Linked DNA regions of Mus musculus: regions 1 and 2 are each linked to region 3. A link is a contact called in public HiChIP or PLAC-seq and promoter capture Hi-C data. All regions are on one chromosome and are shown on one strand. Each heading gives the region's core, a stretch centred on a gene start, on an enhancer-like site or on the middle of the called end of the contact. The rest is flanking DNA. Distances are from core to core; before and after follow the strand shown. Region 1 has its middle 4.8 kb from the start of Gm33951. Region 2 holds the start of Morf4l1b (mortality factor 4 like 1B). Region 3 holds the start of Lcor (ligand dependent nuclear receptor corepressor).

Region 1 (3,015 bases), core at 297-2,796, 33 kb after region 3:
CCCTCCATGGCTTCTGCATCAGCTCCTGCTTCCTGACCTGCTTGAGTTCCAGTCCTGACTTCCTTTGGTGATCAACAGCAAGGTGGAAAATATAATCTGAATAAACTCTTTCCTCCCCAACTTCCTTTTGATCATGATGTTTGTGCAGGAATAAAAACCATGACTAAGACACTCCCCCATGGCTTGATCAGCCTGTCTTCTTATCCAGCATCACCAGTCCAGGGGAGGCCCACACATAATGGGTTGGGCCCTCCCTCAATCAATCACTAATTAAGAAAATACCCTACAACTGGATCTGATGGAGGCATATTTTCAACTGAGGTGCCCTCCTGTCAGATGACTGTACCTTATGTCAAGTTGCCATACAACTAACCAGTACAGCAGTGTTAGGGTTAACTCACAGAGTTAGCCTGCGCTAGTCAAGTACTCTAAAGCCATTTTCATTGTTGTTTCTTTTGAGACAGGGTCTCACCACATACATAGACCAGGGTGACTTGGAACTCTTGGAGATCCACACACTTCTGCCTTCTGAGTATCGGGATTAAGGGCAAGCAGTGCCACACCAGTCTCATTGCCTTGTAAAGCACGAAATGCAGTTTGACCAGGTATGTTCCCATGGCTGAGTAAACATCACTTCTATTCATCTCCACAAACTCTGCATCAACCCAAACAGAAGCTCTGTGCTCACTAAACACTACCTTCCAGGTCTCCACCCAAGCCTGTGGTAACTTCGACTTCGTTCACCGTCTTTGAATTACAATACCTCATATAAAGGGAGTCCTATAGCATCTAGAAAAGCTAGCTTTGGTCCTAGGGGATAAAAGACACAACCACACACCTAACTTCTTAACCAACGCACAAGTGCCTGTACGCACGCACGCATGCATGCATGCACACTCTGTAGGAAGCCTCCACGTCCTGCAGTCCCAGACTCTCAGTACCATGGTTATTTGATGAACAATTTTTAATTGGCCCTGACCCGTTAAATACCTTTCCTAAAGACTCAGAGTCCAGGCTGAACATCTAATTAGCTAAGCAAAGTTGTGCTGCATACCCAGCTCGAGGTGAGAAGAATCTTCAATATACTTTATTTTCCCTCTCTGTGGGTACATGTCCATGTGTTTGCGGGTGCACGTATGTGTGCTGGTACATGTGTGTACATGTGTGTTTATGGAGGCCAGAGGCCAGAGTGGGTTGTTCTCCAGGCACCATCCACCCTGTTTGAGATAGATCTCTCACTAGCATGGACCTTACCAAATACTCCATGCTGGCTAGTCAAATAGCCAAAGTATTTATCTACCTGTCTCTACATCCCAGCACTGGGATCACAAGGACAACACACCATGCCTGCTTCTTTTTATATGGACTTTAGAATTCAAAGGGCAGCAAGAAGGAAAGACAAAGAAATGATGACTTCAGATAGTTTATTTTTGGAAAAATCTGCAACAGGGTTATTTTAAGAAGCAGAGTCCATCTATCATCTGTTTACAGGTTGGAGCGGGCAGAAGGGGCTTGGAAGAGATTTCTTTGTAAGAGATGGACATTGGTCATTGCTAGGAGTGACCAAACAGTGGTGACTAGTGAGGGAAAGAATGCCAGGGGACTGCAGACCTCTCCTGTGGCCATTGTCAAGGGCAGGGATTTAGGAAAACAAGTCCGGAACGCTAATTACGGTGATTTCCAGGGAGTGTGTGGGGTAGAGGGTGGGACCTGCCACTATTTAACCAAAGAAGAGGAACTTTTCTAAGTGCAGTGGCCACAGCAAACAAGGGACCAAGCTCAGGGTTTGTGCTGCTGAGCGAGCACTTTACCAGCTGAGCTGGCTCCCCCAGTCCTGGCTCCCCCAGTCCACACTCCTTTTTTTTTTTTTTAGGGAGGGTCTCACTGTGTAACTCTGGCTGTTCTGGACCCGGCCTCAGACTCAGAGGGATCTGCCTCAGAGTGCTAGGATTAAAGTCTCATACCAGCACCCCGGCCCCCTTACTACACTGTGAAGGAAGGCAATTGAAGGTGCTTTACAGGAGTGAGGCCTGCAGGGCTCCTCTGTTCTGGCTACTCAGAGAGAGCACCTTGGGATCTTTACAAAGTTCTGAATGAAAAAAAAGTTCTGAATGTCTGGGGTTGAGAGTAGAAAATCACTTATAGGGGGGCTGGTGAGATGGCTCAGCCGTTAAGAGCACTGACGGCTCTTCCAGAGGTCCTGAGTTCAAATCCCAGCAACCACATGGTAGCTCACAACCATCCTTAACAAAAATCTGATTTCCTTTTCTGGAGTGTCTGAAGACAGCTACAGTGTACACACATATAATAAATAAATAAATCTTAAAAAAATTAAAAAAGAAAATCATTTATATCACTATATATAATCATATATATCACTAGCAAGACCCCCAAAAGCACCTACACACACACACCATGTAATTAAACATTTTTTTAAAAAAATATTTATTTATTATATCTAAGTACACTGTAGCTGTCTTCAGACACACCAGAAGAGGGAGTCAGATTTCATTATGACTGCTCTTTGAAAGAGCAGTCAGTGCTCCTAACCGCTAAGCCATCTCTCCAGCCCCACTTTTTTTTTTTAAGTCTGAGGATTATTGTTGCAGAGGAATTGTCTGTCTCTCTATATTGGTCAAGATTCCAGGATGAAGTCAGAGAAACTCTTTATCTTCCAAGACATCAAGAGCACTTGTGAATCTTGCAAAAGGCTTGGGATGAGTTCCCAGCACTCTCATTAATCCAGTTCCTGGAAAACCTATATCTTTTCCTATCTTCCTCAAGCATCCGGCACACTGGTACGCATATATACATGTAAGCAAATCACTCTAACACGTTAAAAAAAAGATTAAGAAATATGTCATTTAGGTGACTTAATCCTTTTGCGATTATGGTAAAATATTTTAAAATTTTTAAATTTTTTTTTAAGATTTATTTATTTATTATATGTAAGTACACTGTAGCTGTCTTCCGACACTCCAGAAGAGAGAGTCAGACCTCATTACGGGTGGTTGT
Region 2 (3,213 bases), core at 385-2,884, 43 kb before region 3:
CTACACGATGCATTGCGTCTATCATGTTAAAACGTGCATTAGACACAAATACAAAACCCATGAAAACAAGCCACCATTCTTTAACAGTTGAGCAAAGATAAGATGCCTAAGGAATGACATGGATGACTTGCAAAGGATGGGCTCTTTAAGCACCATTAAAAAAAAAAAAAAAGAGCACAGATGGATGAGTGTTCAGTTATATACACTGAAGTGAACCTTTGGCACTAGGAATCAGAGCATTTGTCATAGAGCATTAACACATATTATAAAAGTGCGTAGTGTCAAAGGAACAGAACCACCAGCATTCAAAAGCAGCTTTGTCAACTAGGCAAACACTCTACAGCATGTCTCTCTGTTGTCCGTCACTGATACACTGGTAGAAACTTTGAAATGAAAAAAGGAAGAAAAAAGGAGCAGTTACTCCTTTTATTTTCTCTGTTTAAAATCAAAGAGGAAACAAACAACTCTGTTATACACTAACGGTCTTCAAAGTACATCATTTGTACAAGAGAAGGACTAAGAACCAAACTGTTTACAGAGATCCAAGCACGAGGGAGAGAGGGCGAGCACGCCCTCACACGGCTTTCCGATGGTACTCAGGAGGGGCCACTTCATAATCACTGGCACTGAACAAGGTTGCAGAATTCTTCGCCAGGTACTTGAGAAAATCATGTAGATAGTTCAGTAATAAAGCAAGGCTTTTCTCATCTAGAGGCGTGTAGGCCAACATCGCTCCAATTCGCACAAATAATCTCAGCAAATGTGGCGCTCCGTACACCTGGGACATGGGCGCATCCGGGTGGTCGGTGAGGATTTCAGCGTACTGTGGTCTCTCAAACTTGTAGAGAAGCTGAGTGCCCAACATGACATTGAAGTACTCCTTTATGCCTGCCACCACCTCATTAACAGCATACTCTTTATTATCTGTATTTCCTCGAGACTTCTTATAATTTGCATAATCCTCCAAAATGGAATCCACATTCTTCTTGGCAGGAAGATAAAAAAGCTGCTTTTGTCTGGTGATCAAGTCCCAGTCATCCACAAGCCAGGGTTTCAGCTCTTCAGGGATCTTCACTTTAACTTCAACTCTGTTCATGAAGGTTTCTTCATTTTCAACGGTAGGATCTACCCGGGCTCTCTTCTTCCTAGGAGGCTGAGGTGTCTCACTGGTACTGCCACCATCTCCATTTCCAGGTGTTTTCTGCTTGTTCTTTTTTGTTTTCACTTCGACATTTTTCTGTTGCAGGCCGGATGTCTTCTTCCCCGGAGCAGCCCCTCTCATCTTGCCCTCTGCATATTGTTCCTGATTGGCCTTTTGAAGTTCTCGCTGTTTCTGCAAATTGGTGTCCACGTATTTGAGTACTCTGCTTTCTGGCACCCATTCATCCCAATTTTTATTCCAGCCACTGTAATGGATGAAGTATTTCACTTGTTTGTCCTTTATGGCAACCTTTACACACTTTGCTTCATAGAGAAGAGGCCCATGAAAGCACAGCACTCGCTCGCCCTCCTGGAATTTCGGCTTAGGGTCCTGCTTGGGCGCCATTTATAAGTGATTCGCCGCCTCCTCCTTCTCCCACCACCCCCGACTACCGCCCCCTACTCTCTACCCCACCCAACTCTGTATGTAGACTCTTAATTGTCTTAGTAATACCAGTCCCCGAGGATCCAATGTCCTTTTTGGCCTCCAAAGGCAGTGCATACACATGGTACACAGACAGAGGTAGGCAAATTACACATACAATTAAAATTAAAATTAAAAGGCAGACTTCAGAAACAGTACTATCTTGCTAAACTGATAATAAAAATAATATTGTAATTAAAATGTCTTTGCTCTACTTCCTATAAACCTCTAATCTGCAATACAGTAGCTACTGAAGTTCGTATTGTAATTAGAGTTAATTTTTATATTATTTTTAAACTGTAACTTTTTGATTTATCATTAGAAAGCAATTATTTTTCAATTTTATTTCTTGACATCAAATTATTCTAAAGGTATTAACAAAATTAAATTACCCACTAATCAAACAGCTGATTGTTATTTACCTAATGTAATTAGTTACTGTGTCCTCTTGCTCTTTCAAACATTAGAAAAGAAGAAAGGCGTGAGTTAGGAGCTGTAGAGGTAGAGAGGCAGCGGTGGTGGTGCAATCATCGGGATTAATGGCCAAATACTATCTATTTTTGACCCTGGAGACTATAGAGTCTCAGTAACAGTTAACCTCTGTTCCTTTAAGTAAATCTCAAAACAGTCTCCAACTCCAATTCCTCTTATTTTCCAGAAAGGAATTCTCATCTTTACAGTAAGACTGAAAGCATTTGAGTCTCTTAGAAGGTATTAAATAACCAAAAAATCCAGCAGGTTTGGTAGTTCTTACATGAAAGATCTATTATATAAAATTATAACAAATTTTAAACTCTCATAGTAAGTCAAATTTTATTTTTGAGACAGGGTTTCTATAAATAGCCCAGGATAATATCCTTAGGTCCTCTTATCTCAGTCTCCAGACTGCAATGGTTACAACTGTGTACCACCATGCCATGGCTGTCCTCAATTTCCAAAAAGGAAAAATGTAAACACAGCAAGAAAGGGGAAAATGAACCAACGCTTGGGGGAATAGTAATTCAAAACTAACAAAGATCAAAATCTGAACTAGGTCAACTGAGAAAGAAATTCAGTAATACATAATCATTAGGAAAAAAAATTACAGAATGAAAAACAGAGTGGCCCTGAACTCTGAAGGCAGAGTGCAGGCAGATCTGTAGGTGAGGCCAGAAGGAACTGCAGGACAGCCAGGGCTACCCAGAGAAACTCTTGTCTCAAAACAAAAAAACAAAAACAAACAAACAAAAAAGCAGGGGGGGGCGGTTCAGAGGAATGCTTGCTGGATATGATGCAAGATTACAGCCAGCATTCAAGAGGCTACACGAGTGGAATGTCCAAGTTCAGAGCTATGCTACAGAGCAAGTTTCACACCCAGACTAGGCTACTGACTAAAGTCCTGTATTAGGGGAGGGGTGTAGAAACTCTGACAAAAATAAGCAAGCAGTCAACAACACAACAAACTTAGTCATAAAAGATTTTGCCACAACTAATTTTGTTCTAAAACATAACCATATGTAAGCCATTTCTCTTCTGTTCACTTGCCACAACACACTGAGCCTTATGCACTACACACTTTAAATATTTTGCTGTTCTCTGTTCACTGGATA
Region 3 (2,990 bases), core at 148-2,647:
GCTGTAATTCTTCCAAACTGAGGCTCTCCACACCCCCTCCACCCTCCCCCCCCCCCAGCAGATATGTCTATTAAATCAGTGTCTGTTCTCCCCCTCGCACAACAAAGAGAACTTCTCACCGCATGAAATTGCCGCTGAATGGACACCAGAAAGCAGGATTTGCATAATTCCTTCCAACGAAACCCCATCGGGAAAGAGGGGACCCCGGGCCCAAGTGGACGGACAGAATTTCCCAGGTCCGTCTGAGGAAGACCTGAATCCCTAGAACGCGCCCCATCCACACGGGGGGCTGGAATTCCGGGCCTCCCCGAGGACTGGGCGTGGGGGACAGAGGACGACGAGAGGGCATTTCCCCACACATCAGCCGCACCGAAGCAGAGACGGGGAAATAACAATGCTGAGGACATTAGAGTCAGACACAAGGATGGACAGAGGCTAGGGGGCGGCGGGTGGAGCAGACACCACAAGAGCCACTTACTTTTTGGAGGGGGGTTAAATATGTGAGTTAAGCCCTTATGGTCCCGCCGGCCGCCGCACAGAGGGAAACGGGACCTTGGGAGAGAAAAACAGACAAAACACACAGTGTGAGAGGTGCAGCTCGCCTCCCGGCCCCTCCCGGGCGCCCCCCACTCCCGTCCACGCTCCCGCCGCCCGGGGAAGCGCGCCGGTCGCCGGCCGCCGGGGCTCCGCGGAGGGGACCAGGGTGACCCCCCCGCCCGGCTTCCCACCCGGGCCTCCCCGCCGCGCGCGCACGCCAAACACAAATCCGCACACACCGACCCGTGCGTCGAGGACTAACTCCGCAGCCGCCGCTGCCAGCAGAGGAAGTGCAGCCGCTGCCCCCCGCGGCCATGACACCCCACTTGGCTCGCTCAGGCGGACGCGGGGCCTGTGACAGCTCCGGCTCCCTCCGCCCCCATCTCCACCTCACGCCTCGCACACGCCCGAGCGCCGCCGCGCGTGCACGCGTGCACGGGGGCGCGCCGCCGGCGTGGGGGAGGGGCGCGGGGCGAGGGCAGGTGGGGGCGACCCCGTGCGTCCCGGCGCGCTGGCGGCGGCGGCGGCGGGCCCGGCGTCCACAATGCGCCCGCTGGGGGAGAGGCCGCGCGTCCGAGCCCGCCCCGCGAGCCGAGGGGAGGGGCGCCGCGGCGGCGCGCTCGCGCTCCGGGGGGTGGGGGAGGGGGCCGAGCCCGGGAGGGCGCGCGGGGCCGGAGCGCGGCGGACTCTGCCCTGCTCCCTCCCACGCACGGGAGGCCGGCGGCCGGGCGGCCCGGGGCACCGGTGGAGGGCCTCACCTACACAGTGGATGAGCTTGTGGCGCCACGAGTCCAGTTCTTGCCGAAAGCCGCGTCTCTCAACGGAGCATTGCTGCCGCCTACACACCCTCGCCATCTTCTGCCGCCCGCCCGGCCCTGCCTCCGCCGCGGCCCCGCGCACGCCCAGCCGCGTCGCCCGGGGCCGCGCACGCACCCGTGGCCTGGGCGTCGCGCCTCCCGCCGGGGGCGGCGCGGGGGCAAGGCTGCGCTCACCTCCCCGTGGCCCCGTGGCGGCCCGCTCCTCCTCCCGCCCGCCCGCCCGCCCGGCGTCCCCGCGCACCAGCTCTGCGTCCCACGTCCAGTCCCCCCGCCCCGCCCGGAACGGCGTCTTTCTACGCCGGCGCTCGGTCCCCGCGCCGCCCTCGCTCTCCAGGCAGGCCACGGTGGCCCCGGCCCTCCCCGGGGCTTTTGGGTTTTAAACTAGTCCCATCTATCACTTCCTACCTGCCTATCGGCCCGCACCAACTGTTGCAAGTTCCGCACCATTGCTTCTCGCAACTTCTCGGTCGAAACGGCTCCTCCCACGGGGGCGCCGTGCAAGAGCAGAAATAGGAATAAATGCCCGGATGCCCTTGGAGGCATTGAGCCCCGAGGTTTGCAAAGGTGAAGTGGATAATTTTAAGTTTTAAGTTATCGAAATGCTTCGCCGGTATTCATAAGCCCCAATTTAAAAAAAAAAAAAAAAGAAAAGGGTTTTAAGTCAAATAAAAAGCCTAGGGGATCTCTTACTAGCAAGACTGATCATAGTTGAAAGTCTTAAGAGAGCTGAGAAAAAAAAATGTGCTAGTAGAAAATGAATTTCAAACTTTCAAACAACAGCTTAAGAATATGTTGGGAAATATACGCCCAGATCCGTAGTTCAGGAAAGGACTCAGAACATTTTGATGAGAAAGGATTTCCAGGTGCCTTCTGGGATAATTAAACCACCTTGCACAGGGAGCCTTGTTTTGTTTAAACATCACACTATTAATTACTTGATTTATTTGAAAGAGAGGAGAAAGAGCAAGGAGGAAATAGGAAATGAAAAAAACGGAAATGGCTACTTACCAATACAAGCTAGGTGGCCTCTTCCTCACCCTTAGAATTTGAGAGTGCATTCCTTCTAAATATTTAAATGTAAGTATTTCTGTAGGTAAAACAAAATCATCACTTGACCTCAAGGATTCCACTGATGTGTATCAAGTCTGGGTCTTTGAAGGGAGGGCGCTCTGGCGTGGGAACGGGGGTAACTGCCCCTAAGAATGACTTGGTGGGTCTCCTGGATAGGAGTAAGATTACGGGTAGTAGGCACCTTCCATCTCAGAGCCAATTAGATTTCCACAATTCTCAAAGCCCGCACTGTTTCATCGCTTTAGACTACTACACCATCAGCCGACCACGATGGTGCACACCTGGTAATAGCAACAGTTCGGTGGGCTGAGAGGCAGGATTGCAAATGCCAGGCCAGCCTGGGCAACATAATGAGACCGTGTCTCAAAGCAAGACCCCTGGCAAATAAAGTCTTAGGTCAGACTTCGTTGAGTTTCTGTGTGGTTATTACTACCCTGGGTTAGGTGGGGAGAAGATCAAAGGGAAATGACCGCTAGCTGGGAGAAACCATCCCGTTCCCTATCTCTAGCGTGAAATTCCTTTCCTCACCACTAGGTGGTGGGTTTCAATCTTGTAGATTTTAAG

The links. Promoter capture Hi-C pulls out the DNA fragments that hold promoters and counts their contacts. HiChIP or PLAC-seq counts read pairs in DNA pulled down with a chosen protein or histone mark.
Region 1: a contact with region 3 is called in an H3K27ac HiChIP or PLAC-seq map of extraembryonic endoderm stem cells. The contact joins the enhancer-like site here to the promoter of Lcor in region 3. A contact is called at or near these places in 18 of 39 promoter capture datasets (the 3T3-L1 cell line, 3T3-L1-derived adipocytes, the C10 cell line and 12 more), 5 of 15 datasets of contacts at CTCF or cohesin (the G1E-ER4 cell line, the NIH/3T3 cell line, embryonic stem cells and 1 more), 47 of 484 Hi-C or Micro-C datasets (the AML12 cell line, B cells, the Ba/F3 cell line and 21 more) and 23 of 115 datasets of contacts at active chromatin or transcription factors (the 230-238 cell line, the HPC-7 cell line, the NIH/3T3 cell line and 11 more).
Region 2: a promoter capture Hi-C map of liver shows a contact between it and region 3, with 3 times the contacts expected there. The contact joins the promoter of Morf4l1b here to the promoter of Lcor in region 3. A contact is called at or near these places in 2 of 39 promoter capture datasets (the 3T3-L1 cell line and liver), 5 of 484 Hi-C or Micro-C datasets (the C2C12 cell line, bone marrow-derived macrophages, erythroblasts and 2 more) and 4 of 115 datasets of contacts at active chromatin or transcription factors (the HPC-7 cell line, the SCID.adh cell line, embryonic stem cells and 1 more).

What each region holds. Positions count from the first base shown.
Region 1 is chr19:41,448,407-41,451,421 of GRCm38.p6, reverse strand. No RefSeq gene overlaps it. Among named protein-coding and RNA genes, the nearest start is that of Gm33951, 4.8 kb to the right of the region's middle. Within about 2 kb of position 1,546, at least 20 of the 459 cell types and tissues checked have an H3K27ac peak or open chromatin away from gene starts, as enhancers often do. A contact at or near this core is called in the AML12 cell line, extraembryonic endoderm stem cells, liver and 2 more, where this site is marked.
Region 2 is chr19:41,523,673-41,526,885 of GRCm38.p6, reverse strand. Morf4l1b (mortality factor 4 like 1B) reads right to left here and starts at 1,634. Exons shown (of 1, transcript NM_001326287.1): 1 at 1-1,634. The coding sequence starts at 1,546. The coding sequence ends at 575. The region is part of intron 2 of Lcor (ligand dependent nuclear receptor corepressor); the gene reads right to left.
Region 3 is chr19:41,481,089-41,484,078 of GRCm38.p6, reverse strand. It overlaps Lcor (ligand dependent nuclear receptor corepressor), which reads right to left and starts at 1,397. Exons shown (of 8, transcript NM_001370767.1): 1 at 1,296-1,397; 2 at 479-552.